2 separate regions of the Bombyx mori genome follow, and region 1 is linked to region 2. The links are chromatin contacts, called in public Hi-C maps. All regions are on one chromosome and are shown on one strand. The core of a region is the stretch at or near the end of the contact, and the rest is flanking DNA. Distances in the headings are between cores, read along the strand shown.

Region 1 (6,520 bases), core at 1,995-4,494, 43 kb after region 2:
TTCAAATTTTCTACTAAGCCACGCACATTATTAATTGATTTTCATTTTGGTCAAATCCCTGTGTCTTTCGTTTCGCGATTCAGAAAAAAGAAAAGCCATCGAAAGTCTTTGTACATTAAGTTAAATAGAAGGGTGTTAGTTTTATGTTTTTATTTTTATTTTATGTATTTTTATTGCTTAGATGGGTGGACGAGCTCACAGCCCACCTGGTGTTAAGTGGTTACTGGAGCCCATAGACATCCACAACGTAAATGCGCCACCCACCTTGAGATATAAGTTCTAAGGTCTCAAGTATAGTTACAGTATTCGGCCGGATCTTCTCATCAGGTCGCGATTCCGATCCGGTAGTAGATTCAGCGAAGTACAGCTCTTGCAAAGGCGAATCTTAGCGAAGTCTCCCAGGCTGAGCCCCGTGATCTCGTCTACACGTTGGATAAAGCCAGAACAACCCCTCGAGGTTACTAGTAATAAGTAGGCAAAACATAAAAACATTATGTATTCGAAGACTTAATTTGGTATTGTAGTTCTGAAATTTTATCGAATAATTCCATAAAGTTGCGTCAGATTACAGATTATTCGAATGTGAATAACCAATAAAATTGAACATATTGTGTTTTGTCAACGTTTTTAAAAATAATTATGCTGTGACTTTATAACTTGAAAGCGAACATTCTGCCTACCTAGCTAATGACATCATTTACAAGCCTACAGCATGAGTCAACCGCAGAACTGCATTCACCGATACTAAGAGGTGAGTTTATAAAATTTTAAAGATTACAAAACGTTCGTTTTTGTCAAAACATCAATATACGTATGTATATGTTCATACATATTGTAGCAATTGCATACAATTAAAGCACGAAAATCGTTGTGTAGCTCAAATTACAAGATCAATCTGGCATCATTCCAAATTTTTTAACTACATGTAACGAATATTTTTCTAATTATTTTATAGATTTGCAAGAACGTTAAATTTTACAATTATAACGATGAATCATTTTTTTCAGGGTGTGCATTTTTTTTAACACTGATCATAACATAACGATGACTTTTTCTTACAAATTAATCTACAGTTTTGATACTACGTATTTTTTTCTTTTATTTTGTTTATTGAGTAATACTCGTCGTATAGGTACCCGCTATGGTAGAAATAGGTACCGGTAAGTTTTGGTATTACTAGTGTTAATAGGCATAAGAAGGCGCCAACTTGACTGGTGGCCCTAAGTCTATGAGCGACGGTTCCACTCACTATATTCTGTACTCGTAATAAAGGTTATTTAGATAAATTACACAACTCTACAAAAAAAAATTCGTTCTTTCTCCTAACGTTTATACTACACCCGATTATAACTTCACGAACTAGTATCAAGAAACTAGATAATAATATAATCAACGACGACTCATCCCAAATATTTTCTTACTGCAATTTTTGTAGCAATAAAGTGTGCGTCCGGTTTTCAGCCGCGATCTATTTTTTCATTATTAATATTCTATTTAACACGAAGTTTTCATTTATGGGAATTACTATTCCGTACACAAGTACCAATTTTTAGGTCTAAACACTACTTTCTAAATACAAAATGTTTTGTCCATCTATTATATATCTTCTTCTTAGATTCATATACTTTATACTTCGCATACTTCATTGCTGAAGGTCGTGTTCCTGAAGGCCCTTCGCTCATTGTACCACCAGCTTCCATTTCCTTCGGAATTTCTATTACATATATTACATTACTACATATGTTTGTGTGATATGCGAAGGAATATACATTTTTTTTTTCTGATATGTTCAATTTTCCCGCTTACATCTGTCGCAACACAATCCTGCATTTCAGTAGTGTGAACAAACCTCACACATCCGAAACTTCAATCTTATGTCTTTGTGATTCTTCTGAGTTCCGTTAACGAATTAACACTAGGTGCAACTCGTCTTCATCTATATGAAATTAATCAAATATTATGAAAATAAATGCATAAAATAGAACACAGAATAAGAAAATAAAGGGAACGAACATGCAAAGGTGGCAAAGCTAAATAATGCTATGTTGCAGATAAATCGATTGCAATGCATTAACATTTTTCTAAGCGCTTCGTTTGGCGCCGTTTCTAAACACGTTTTATAACACGTACACCACGATTGCACTGACGGCACCTTTTTGTTTTACACGAATAGTTCAAAATTCTGTTTCTGAATTTAATTTTAAGTTTTACACAACAGTACCAAAATTGATAGACATTTTTTAATGGTTAAATTAAAACGGACGAATCGAAACAACGGTTAAACAATTGTCAAGAAATTCATTCATCATTAATGTGGATTTTTTTAAAGATTATCACAAAAGTTTATTAGTCGAATGCGCGTGTGTAGGTAGGTCCGTAGGTAGGTAGGTCAACAAACACTTACTTCTAAGAACACGAAACAACAATTGGTTAAAATCGTAAAACTATAATGAAAGAGACGTTGACGCTTTGTTCTTGTAACATAAAAGACAGTAAAACTTGTAGTCCACAATCAATAACAACTCTTGGTAGAGTCACAGAGTTGCACTACAATAGAGCGATTATAGCTTATAAGATTATTTTCTTAGAGATTAAATTCTGTTCGGATAGACAAGATCTAACAAATAAACACTGAAATGAACTCTACGTAGAGCTCGAGCTAACGCGTTTTTGATGTTTCTTTTTTATGCGCTTATAAAAGTTACATACCTTGACCACAAACAATCGTAGAAAAAGAAGAGACTGTACGACTGTCACCTATAAAGCCTCCAACTCAAGGACTGCAAACACACAATACAGAAGAAACACTTAACAAATCACACAGCACACAAATTACATATGTAATTGTTTTTTAATATATTAACATGTATTGAATTTCGTTTCAGATTTCACCAAACAGGTTCTATTTACGAAGTATGGCACAGCGAATCGGTACACTTGTGCTTAAGGACAGTGTTCCGCGGAGACTGAATGCGACGCGGGAGAGAGACAACGAGATGCGGTGTGAGAGAGATACACTGTGACGTGGAGGGACGACCGCTACCTCGAACAACGCCTAACACTCCACTTTCACACTAAAATATTTTAATATCGTAACTTAATCATGAAATTATCTTGAGATAATCATTTGCATGAAAGTTATTTAAAGCAGTTGTTTAGGCAGTTAATAGGGAGACGAATCTATTAATATTAATGTTATTATTAAAGTTAAACGGCTTTCCTTAAATTAAATTATTCTAATTTTTATTGGATATACTTAATTTTTACCGACGTAGCTGGAGCTAACATAACGATCAAAACGGTAACTGTAAATCCAAGAGACTATTCAGTACTGCATACCTTGAAGCATTTGACTGAAATCCCATTAGCATTAAACAGTGGAATAATAGCTACTCTATCTTCTAAGAAGAAACTTATATTTCTTTAGTGGCAAAAATAAATAGGATGGTGAAAACAGGCTGTGGATATATATTGTTCTTTAAATAATGATTAACTTTATTTATGAAATGCTACTTTTCTATACCGTCCAGTTTTTATTCCATTTACAAACAAACAAACAGTTACACATACTTTATATATCTTAAATAAAATAAAAAAATAGTTAGAATTTGTTTCGTAATCTGTCGTGTAGTAAAATAAAATTGTATTAATGTCCACTCCGCAGCCAATTCGTCGCAATGTGCCGTACCTCCTATTACCTGGCACGGGCTCCCCCCGCGCCCCTCAACGCACGCATATTACCTTTACCATATTTAAAAACCTGTTTTCGAAACCATAATAATATTGTTCTGTGATCACTTTCGATTATTGATAAATTTATCAAAAAGCATTTTTACTTAGTTCAAATTTTTTACCACTGTACATTTGCTGCAGCTGTTTTTTTAATTTGAATAAGACTTAAAAAGTTGTTTACGGTAGGGATTACGCTGCAAGTGTTGCAACAGGTTGTTTTCCCCATGTTTGAAAAGGACTGTTTGTTGTAGATTAGGGAGGTTATATTAGGAGAAAGAATTTAAAGCATTCTGTCACTATGTGGCTTGTACATAGTTGAACATTCTGACGATGACTTTGTTAAATTATTTTTAGACAGAGATCTTATTAACTAATGTACCATTTAAATTAATTTCAATGGGTATTATGATTTAAAAGGATAAAATTCGGAAAGAAAATTAAGGATTTCAAATATTAAACGTGGACCGCGCGCCATTTTTTTTCAACAATAAAGAAAAAAAGGTTTTTATTCATCTTCAGCCATCTTTTCAATTAGCGTTGATTAATATTAAATTAAATAGTGACTCTTCTGAATTTAAAAATCAATATTATTAAGTTGTAATAAAAATCTTATAATTTTAGTTTTCTTCTATCTTCTGATATAATAACCTACCTATACATAATGTTTGTAAAAATATTTAAATGCTTTCGCGTACTGTCTGTTCGGTAAGTTCTGTGTGCTTAGTGCGCGTTTTTTAACCTTCTCGATCGCGTAAAAGTTAACTCAAATTTGTATGCAGTTAGAACAGCGCTTCTAGCGGCAAACGCCTCTCGTCTCTCGGCCCCGATAGCCGTTTAGCTTCCTTCAATTACGTTTTTGCAGGATATACCGTCGGAGCGCCATGGTTTGTGAGGTACGTTGTATCTTCACGACGTTTTACACCTCGAATCCATCGGAAACTTGAAGTCAGCATCAGAACGGTACTCCGATAAAGCGATGCATAACAATAACTGCCTCATAGTCGTCCTCGCTGGATACTCCCAGAAACCGGTTCACTCAGGAGTAGGAGCCAATTATCGTCGACGCCCTAGACACAACCTAGACTCACCCGATCTACTAAGACATTTGCTAGATGCCTGCAGCTCCAACATTAGGAGCAGGCATAGAGACCATACTCCTCAAGCCCGTCGAAGAGTTAGATGTGAAAAATAACCCATAATACCAGTTCGCTGAGATTCTCGAGGCATTTCTCTTCTCTTGAGGTGTTAGGTCACCTTCGGAGACGTTCGGCTAACTGTGAGCAAATTCCGCTCTTCCTGTCTGAGCCCGTGCTCACTCACTTGTCCAGGATAAACTAGAAAAGCCTTCGTGCCACCACTAATCCTTCCTTTCCAACCATCTCCACCATTAAGTGGACTACACTTCATTGTTAATAAAAACGCATAAAAAAAATGAAGACTACTTTTACATATTAATGCTGCTTGTGTTTATTTATATTTTATTATATGCAATACATTATGTCGACATTTGAGAGCTGCGCATAATATTACGAACACGAATATCTTAGTTCGGGACGGGGCGAAAAATGCAATCGAAATTTAGGAAATACATCATAAAAGTACTAAATTTTAATTACGGTTAGCAGCGGCTTGGTTCTGCATTGCTGACGTCTATGACGTAGCTACTCATCATCAAGTGGATCCTATGCTCGTATTCTTAGATGGACCATAAAAAAATAGCGAAAATTATAAAAAATATTAAAATGCATATTAAGTGTGTAACGCCTGACAGCTTTATAATTATTTCTTTTATGCTTCTTAGTTTTCGCTTCATTTCAGGGGTATGATACTTTTAGTAACGAATGAAAATGTTCTTTTGTCATCAGTGTGCTTAGTGCGAGTTTTTTAACGTTCTCGATAACGTAAAAGTTAAGCCAATTTTGTATGCAGTTGGAACAGCGCCCCTAGCGGCAAACGTACGCAAACGATCCCATTCCATACAAATGTGAACTAACTTTTACGTTATCGAGAACGTTAAAAAACTCGCACTAAGCACACTGGTTGAAAATGATACCGTCGTCCACAGATATCAACACCATGAGCATGCAGTCTACTCTTCGAAATTATCTGCCTAACGCTAACTCTTAAATGCTTATGCTCACTTTTTTTTTTCTATTTTGTGGAAATTATATTTGAACAAAAAAGACCTAAAAATTGTGACAGCACGGTTTCAATGCTTATTACCTTACCTTACCATAAACTCTTACTCCATTTATGTGTTTATTAAAATGTTACGACTAACAGACATTAGGTAGAAGCGATGCATTCAGTACGTTCATTTCTCAATCGTAAATTGTAATACAGAGGTCGATAGTAGAAGGCTGATTCAGTGTGCTTAGTGCGAGTTTTTTAACGTTAACAAATAACACACAAACACACAAATAACTATTTATTTTCATTACAAGAGGAAGTAAACGGGCATTAACCTAGATACAGTTAAGTGGTCTTCGTATTACTACTATCATGACAACACCGAATATCTTTTGATCTTTGTAGGTCCCTATTACTCCTCAGCCCTTTTTAAGAAAGCATGTTTTCAAATAGGAGCTGTTTTTTATTATTTATTGCTTAGATGGGTGGACGAGCTCAAGGCCCACTTCGTATTAAGTGATTACCGGAGCCCATAGACATCAATAACGCAAATGCAGCCACTTATCTTGAGACATGGGTTCAAAGTCTCAGTTTTACAGTAGAACGACTGTCCCACCTTCAAGTTAAAAGGTATTACTCCTTCACGGCCGAAATATAC
Region 2 (6,602 bases), core at 2,896-5,395:
TGACGTGTTGTTTGAGAAAAAATTCGCTTTTATACCAGTACTTTTTTATGCATGTATTTATTGGAGTCTCCACTATAGGTTATAGATAAATTTATTATTTAAAAACTCGTCTCCTAAAAATAGTGGCATAAATAGATTTTAGATATTATCAGAGCACATTTAGAAACATTTGATTGGTGGAAAATAATGTCATGTCCCTTTTTTTTCTATCTAATCTTTGGTACCCTAAGGGGCTATCCAGACGTCTAGCGCTAGGTGAGCTCCCAGACTTAACTTGAGAGAATTTCTAACACCGGCCCTAGCAAGGTCTCAGGCCCAAGGTCTCATTTGGAGGCGCTAGGGCAGCTGTTAGCAAAACCCACCCCTCCTGGCCGAGCCTTTGCTCGCCCTCCTGTCCTGGTGAAACTGGAAAGGCCTTCGGGCCACCAGTAATCCCTCATTCATAAAAGAAAAATTCGAGATCAAACTGTAAAAATAGTTTTATGTTTTTTTTTTTTTTTTTTTTTTTTTATTGCTTAGATGGGTGGACGAGCTCACAGCCCACCTGATGTTAAGTGGTTACTGGAGCCCATAGACATCTACAACGTAGACGCGCCACCCACCTTGAGATACAAGTTCTAAAGTCTCAGTATAGTTACAACGGCTACCCCACCCTTCAAACCGAAACGCATTACTGCTTCACGGCAGAAATAAGCAGGGCGGTGGTACCTATCCGCGCGGACTCACAAGAGGTCCTACCACCAGTAATTACGCAAATTATAATTTTGCGGGTTTGATTTTTATTACACGATGTTATTCCTTCACCGTGGAAGTCAATCCTGAACATTTGTTGAGTACATATTTCATTACAAAAATTGGTACCCGCCTGCGGGATTCGAACACCGGTGCATCGCTTCAACACGAATGCACCGGACGTCTTATCCTTTAGGCCACGACGAATTCGAACTACTATACGTGACCCGAAAAAAACACCCTATCTTGATTACGATTAAAACTATTTTTGCTCAATCGTCTGTGGTGATCACGTAATTGTAACAAATTCGGAACGTCGAAAATAATGAAATGAAAATAATAAACGCGAAATCAAACCGTAAATTTAGTTTTAATAATATACTACGACACGTGAAAATCAAAAGAAATAATAATCCTGATTCATTTCTTTTTCAATTTAAAGTCTCACTCGTTTCAAACATTAAGGAAGCAATTCTACATGTTTAGTGTGGGAACTTTAAATTAGTTATAGCAAGCTGACGTATCAATTATTATTTTAGGCAGTTCACCTTCAAAAACACACACGATCGCGACTCGATCCGCGCTAGTGTCTCAAAATGGTAACAGTATTGTTTTTAGCAGACTATCCATACGAACGAATGACGTAATTGTATTTAATAGTTAAAGCGAAAGCAATAAAGTCTAAAATCGATTAGCAGGTTCTGAAATAGCTGCAAGGGTATTGTTTCGGCTGAGACACTAGTTGACAGTTCGTTTTGTCCTATTTGTGACTGAGAATTGAAACAAGTATCTTCATAGACAAAGGACAAGTGGCCGTGAACACGTTTTTCTTTTATTCGTTAAACAAATGAATTGGTTTTATTTAAATATTCATATTCATCTGGAGTTACTAAAAAGCTAAAATCGAAAATTCAATTTGTTTTATTTCGAAGTAACATGAAAGATATTAGATGACGAAGACAGACTTAGATGATAGATCGACTGGCTTTGTTTAGTTGTTTTAGAGAGAAAAAAAATTAGAACTTACTGTCTCATCGAACCCCATCTACGATGCGGAAGATTCTCTTGGTGGCTACGGAAGAAATAACACAAACAAATAAAGCAAACACAACATATAAAAGAAAAATAAGCACAGAACAGAAAAGAATAGTACCAGTGTATTTAATGTGTAAAATAACTTTGATTTTGCTTAAAACACGCAAGTGACAAAAAAAACCTGTTCTGCTAAAAAAAAACTGTTAAGCATCTACTTTACTAAGATTAGAGCAGTCTTAATTTTCACTCTGATTATACTAGACTCTGATTTAAGATTGTAATGAAAATACAAATACGAATTAAAGTGAATCAAGTAATAATTAATTTACCTTGGTGGAGTTCTCCTAAGGCTGGTTCTTGTCCACGAATGTCTGTTAAGAGGATTACCAGGACTCCTCGTTCCATTCTCTAACCTGTGAATGGATAAGTATGGTTTGGAAACAAAAAAAAGCGCCTTAATAATAAATTGAACCTGAATATATTAAAATATTATTTTTAACGTAATGATAATTAATGTAGTAGTAGTAAATTATTGTATTGTTATCGGTTCTTGTAGCGCGTGCGAATTGTTTAAGTCGATCCGACGTGTAGAAGTTTTTTGTTATTGCTTAAATGGGTGGACGCTCACAGCCCATCTTGTGTTAAGTGGTTACTGGAGCCCATAGATATCTACAAATACAAATTCCGCCACCCACCTTGAGATATAAGTTCTAAGGTCTCAGTATAGTTATAACGGCTGTCTCATTCTTCAAACGGAAACGCATTACTGCTTCACGGCAGAAATAGGCAGGGCGGTGGTACCTACCCGTGCGGACTCACAAGATAAATGTTGTGTATTAAGCGAAATGTCGCTTGAAAGAAGCCTTTCCCCCTCGATTTAGTTTAATCCATGTTATTTGAATGACATCAATTGTAACTTGCAAACGTCTACTTTTCTGAAATTCTTGAGCAGCATTTATGTAAAAAAAAAAACTGTTCTTCCTTATTTAATAAGTAACTGGCTTCTTAAACAATAATCCGAGGAAACCTTTTCGATTATTCGACTTATTTTATTGACAAAATCGCGCGGTCACGAGTATTTGCATGTGCTAATTTCACGTGTTGCAAATCACATTAGCGCTTCAGTTTAATATTATTTGTCGAGGATTATACGCATTGTCGTGATAGTTAGATATAAATTTACCTGTCTGTAATATTTCAGAACTGTAAGGTAATAAATAATATAAGAGAGACCAGACGAATGTGTTCCCGAGAAAAATGTTACATGTTACATGAATTCAATTCATTTTTTCCTCCTACCTATTCCCTGATAGCAGTGGTAGCCAAGGGGTGCTATTTCAGCTACGTCCGGACGGGTATGTGAGCTAAAGAGCTCAACCTGAGAGAATTTGCTAACATTAGCCATAACAAGAGCAATGCTTCGTATAATCTAACCATGGGATTGGACTAGCGACACACTGAGAAGATTCGGCGAGAATATCATTGGGCTGCAAGAATTTAAATAAATATTTCATTAAATTTAAATACATGTAACAAAGGGATACAAAGATAGATTTATTTGATGATCAAACAGTTTTAGGGCCCATTTATTTCACCAATTACAAGAGAACTCACTACTTTATTGTTGAACAGTGTGCTTAGTGCGAGTTTCTTAACGTACTCGATAGCGTAAAAGTTAAGCTAATTTTGTATGCAATTGGAACAGTGCCCCAGCGGCAAACATACGCAAACGATCCCATTCCATACAAATAAGAGCTAACTTTTACGTTATCGAGAACGTTAAAAAACTCGCACTAAGCACACAGGTGTTCTTTTAGATCGGAACTTGCGAATCCATCGCCGTTGAAATAGGCAGAGCGGTGATATCAATTCGTACGGCTCACAATATATCCTAACGCTAATTAAGAATAATAAAAATATCGAAGATCTCCCCATCCATGATATTCTTCTAATAGTATCTGTCGAACATTATTGTAATGGGGTACCAACATAAAACAGAATTAGCTTAGGAAGTCTTTTACGATTCGGTGGGCCATTAAATGTATGTATGTGTGTACTTTTAATTAAAAAAAGGCATTTTATGGTGTAATTAATTTTTTTTAACTACTTTCAGTTGATTGATGTTCTGGTTTAAATTTAAAATTATTGTTGGTATTTACGAACGATGTAAATAATGTTTACTCTATTATGTTGATATTATGTAAATTTATAGCGTTTCAAGGCTATTCAGAATTTCCGTAATGAAATTTAATATGCTTTTATTGGAATTTTCAGTTTAGAATCCGGTATTTAACGAGAATTCTTTGAATCATATTTGTGCCTATATTTTTATTTCAGCGCCATCTATCGTCTCCTGGTTGCAATTTCTTCAACCGAATTATAAATCAAACACTAGGTGGCTACAGTAAAGCTTTGATGTGCATTTGCCTTTATAAAAATGACAAATTCATCTAAAATATGAGAATAAATTATTCAGTTTGCTTCCTTTAATTTCGAAAATACAAACAACTACATTACATAGTTTCAGAAGTGGTAAAAATTCGAATATTTTACATAAATAGTGGTTTTTTTTTGTTCCTACCTATGCTGATAGCCTTGAGAGGCTATTTCAGCTTCACCCTAACGTGTGTAGGTGAGCTCACGGGGCTCAAACCGCAGTGTTGCTAACACTGACCCTAGAAAGAGTAGTGCTTCGCAGAATCTACCGCCGGATCAGAAACGCGACCCACTGAGAAGATCCGGCGAGAAACTCAGTGGGAGATAGTGGTCACGAACTAAGATGCTACCTAATCGTCGATATTTGAATATGGCGATAAATTTTAATTATATCTACAACGGTTCGTGCAAATCGAAATTTGTTTCGTTCGTTCGTCACTCGTTTATTGAAAGTGAAACCTTATACGCCAATTTTAAAGTACAATTTGGTTTGCTTACGTGACAGGCACGTCTCCGTCTGCTTCACCGTAGCACTCAAAGTTTTCAGCATCTGATATTGAATTTCCCGGGCTAGAGTCGGCCGTTGGGTCCAATTGTCCCGGTGGCTCGGTACCGTTCTGGAAGAAAAAAAACGACGCTTCAATATCAAATTAGAAAATCAAACATGAAATGAGGCCGTCAGCGCAAAAGAGGCCTAAACTTACCATAGTTAGCATGAGATAATGAGTTTACAATACTTCGTAGGCAAAAAAATACGCGCAAAAATGATGTTTACAAGTCATCTGTTATCTATGGATTGAAACCAGGAATAGACCGATTTTTCATCAAAATTTATTATGTTTTAAATAAATTGCAATACATAAGCACGAATGTGAATTGTGGGTTTGGCCACTTTGCGCTGACGGCCTCAAATATACTATTGTTGATAGTTGAATGTTTTATTGATTCGTGACAAAAAAATACTCGAAACATGCAATTCCTTCAAGTACAGGAAAGAACAGACTAGCTACTTTGTTTCCTATATTTAATGCCTGGAAGAGCTCGTTCTAAGCGATAACGTTGTGTATTGTTTACACAAATATTCTTAACGTTACTATAACTTTTATTTTTCACGATAAATTAGTGGAATTTCAGTGGTTTTCTACATTTTAAATTGTTATATTGTCATTTTTAAGTCTGATTAAAATCGCAAGTATGAGAATCGCGAGACTTATGCGTAGTGAGAGCGCAGGGCATTTAGTTACAGCCGATGTGTTTCTGCCGCGTGGTAATAATTTTGATATCGCTGAGTTGCATAGTGATTACAATGGAATTGCGATTGTGACCCCGTTTCAACGTGTTATCGTGCCTCTTAGATTGTTCAGGTATTGATGTAATATCAGATAATTTCTCGATAGCAGAAGAAAATGTTCGGAAGTATTTTTTTGCAAAATTTCATATTTATACTTTTATTATTATTTTGTTTTTAGCCTAATATTCTTGTATAGCTGATCCGACAAACGATATCCTGTCAAAATTTAAGATGTTCGGTTTTTTTTTCGAATATTCTTTGGATTATCGTGAGGACGAAACTCATGAATGGATTTTCAGATATTATGATGAGTAAGACTGAATGAAGGAAGAATTCTATATTAAAAGATGGAGAATGGCCGAATCGGTACATTTATATGTACGGATAATAAGTTACATAAGCAGTTCAATTATCGGAGCTTTATATGCTTCTTATAAGAAGACCATCAAAACATATTTATTTCTTATTTACATATTAATTTGAGAAGTTCAAAACTTATGCTTCTAGTGTTTTAAGATCTAGTATATTATGGTTATTTATAATATCCGATTTACCTGTAGTTTCCTAGGCAAGTTTCCCGGTGAAGACCGAGGTGATTTGGTTCGCTGGAACACGCTGGGCGCCATCATCGCCGGCACCTTGACCTCTGGAAACAGAGACGCAACGAATTAATCTCTAGGACAAGCTAAACAAATACTAAAATAATCCTTTTTGTTTGACGTATATTCACTATTATGTGAAGCATTTTGTTGAAATGATGCACTAAATACCTACGTCACGTAGTTTATGGTCGTCGATAAGTCCAGAGGATCTGTCTTGATAACATCATGTGAGTAAGTAATGTTTTTGGTTTTCGCATAATTAACCCTTTAACCGCCATATAGGTCACCGATGCCCTACGTCTGAAGTAATTATGTTAATTTCTGTTACTAAGGCGCCGGCATATCTAATAGATTCTGAGAAAGACGAATCCGAAGATAATGAGAATGAATCTATTTCTAAGAGACCTAAACGACTAAAACATACATTAACGAACAAAATTATGGCATAGTTAGGCAATCCATGCGCCTTAGTAACAGAAATGGACATAATTACTTCACTGCCCCAC

What was found. A called contact is a pair of places that touch in the nucleus more often than the background predicts.
Region 1: a Hi-C map of midgut shows a contact between it and region 2, with 2.1 times the contacts expected there. The contact joins the promoter of LOC101737965 here to the enhancer-like site in region 2. A contact is called at or near these places in 5 of 7 Hi-C or Micro-C datasets (middle silk gland, midgut, posterior silk gland and 1 more).

Annotation. Positions count from the first base shown.
Region 1 is chr11:10,330,876-10,337,395 of ASM3026992v2, forward strand. LOC101737965 (rab11 family-interacting protein 4) reads right to left here and starts at 3,245. Exons shown (of 13, transcript XM_012695034.4): 1 at 2,710-3,245.
Region 2 is chr11:10,286,561-10,293,162 of ASM3026992v2, forward strand. LOC101737965 (rab11 family-interacting protein 4) reads right to left here. Exons shown (of 13, transcript XM_012695034.4): 2 at 6,049-6,140; 3 at 4,702-4,820; 4 at 2,097-2,180; 5 at 1,760-1,804. The coding sequence starts at 6,123. Among protein-coding and RNA genes, the nearest start is that of LOC119629150, 42 kb to the left of the region's middle. Within about 2 kb of position 4,146, at least 2 of the 8 cell types and tissues checked have open chromatin away from gene starts, as enhancers often do.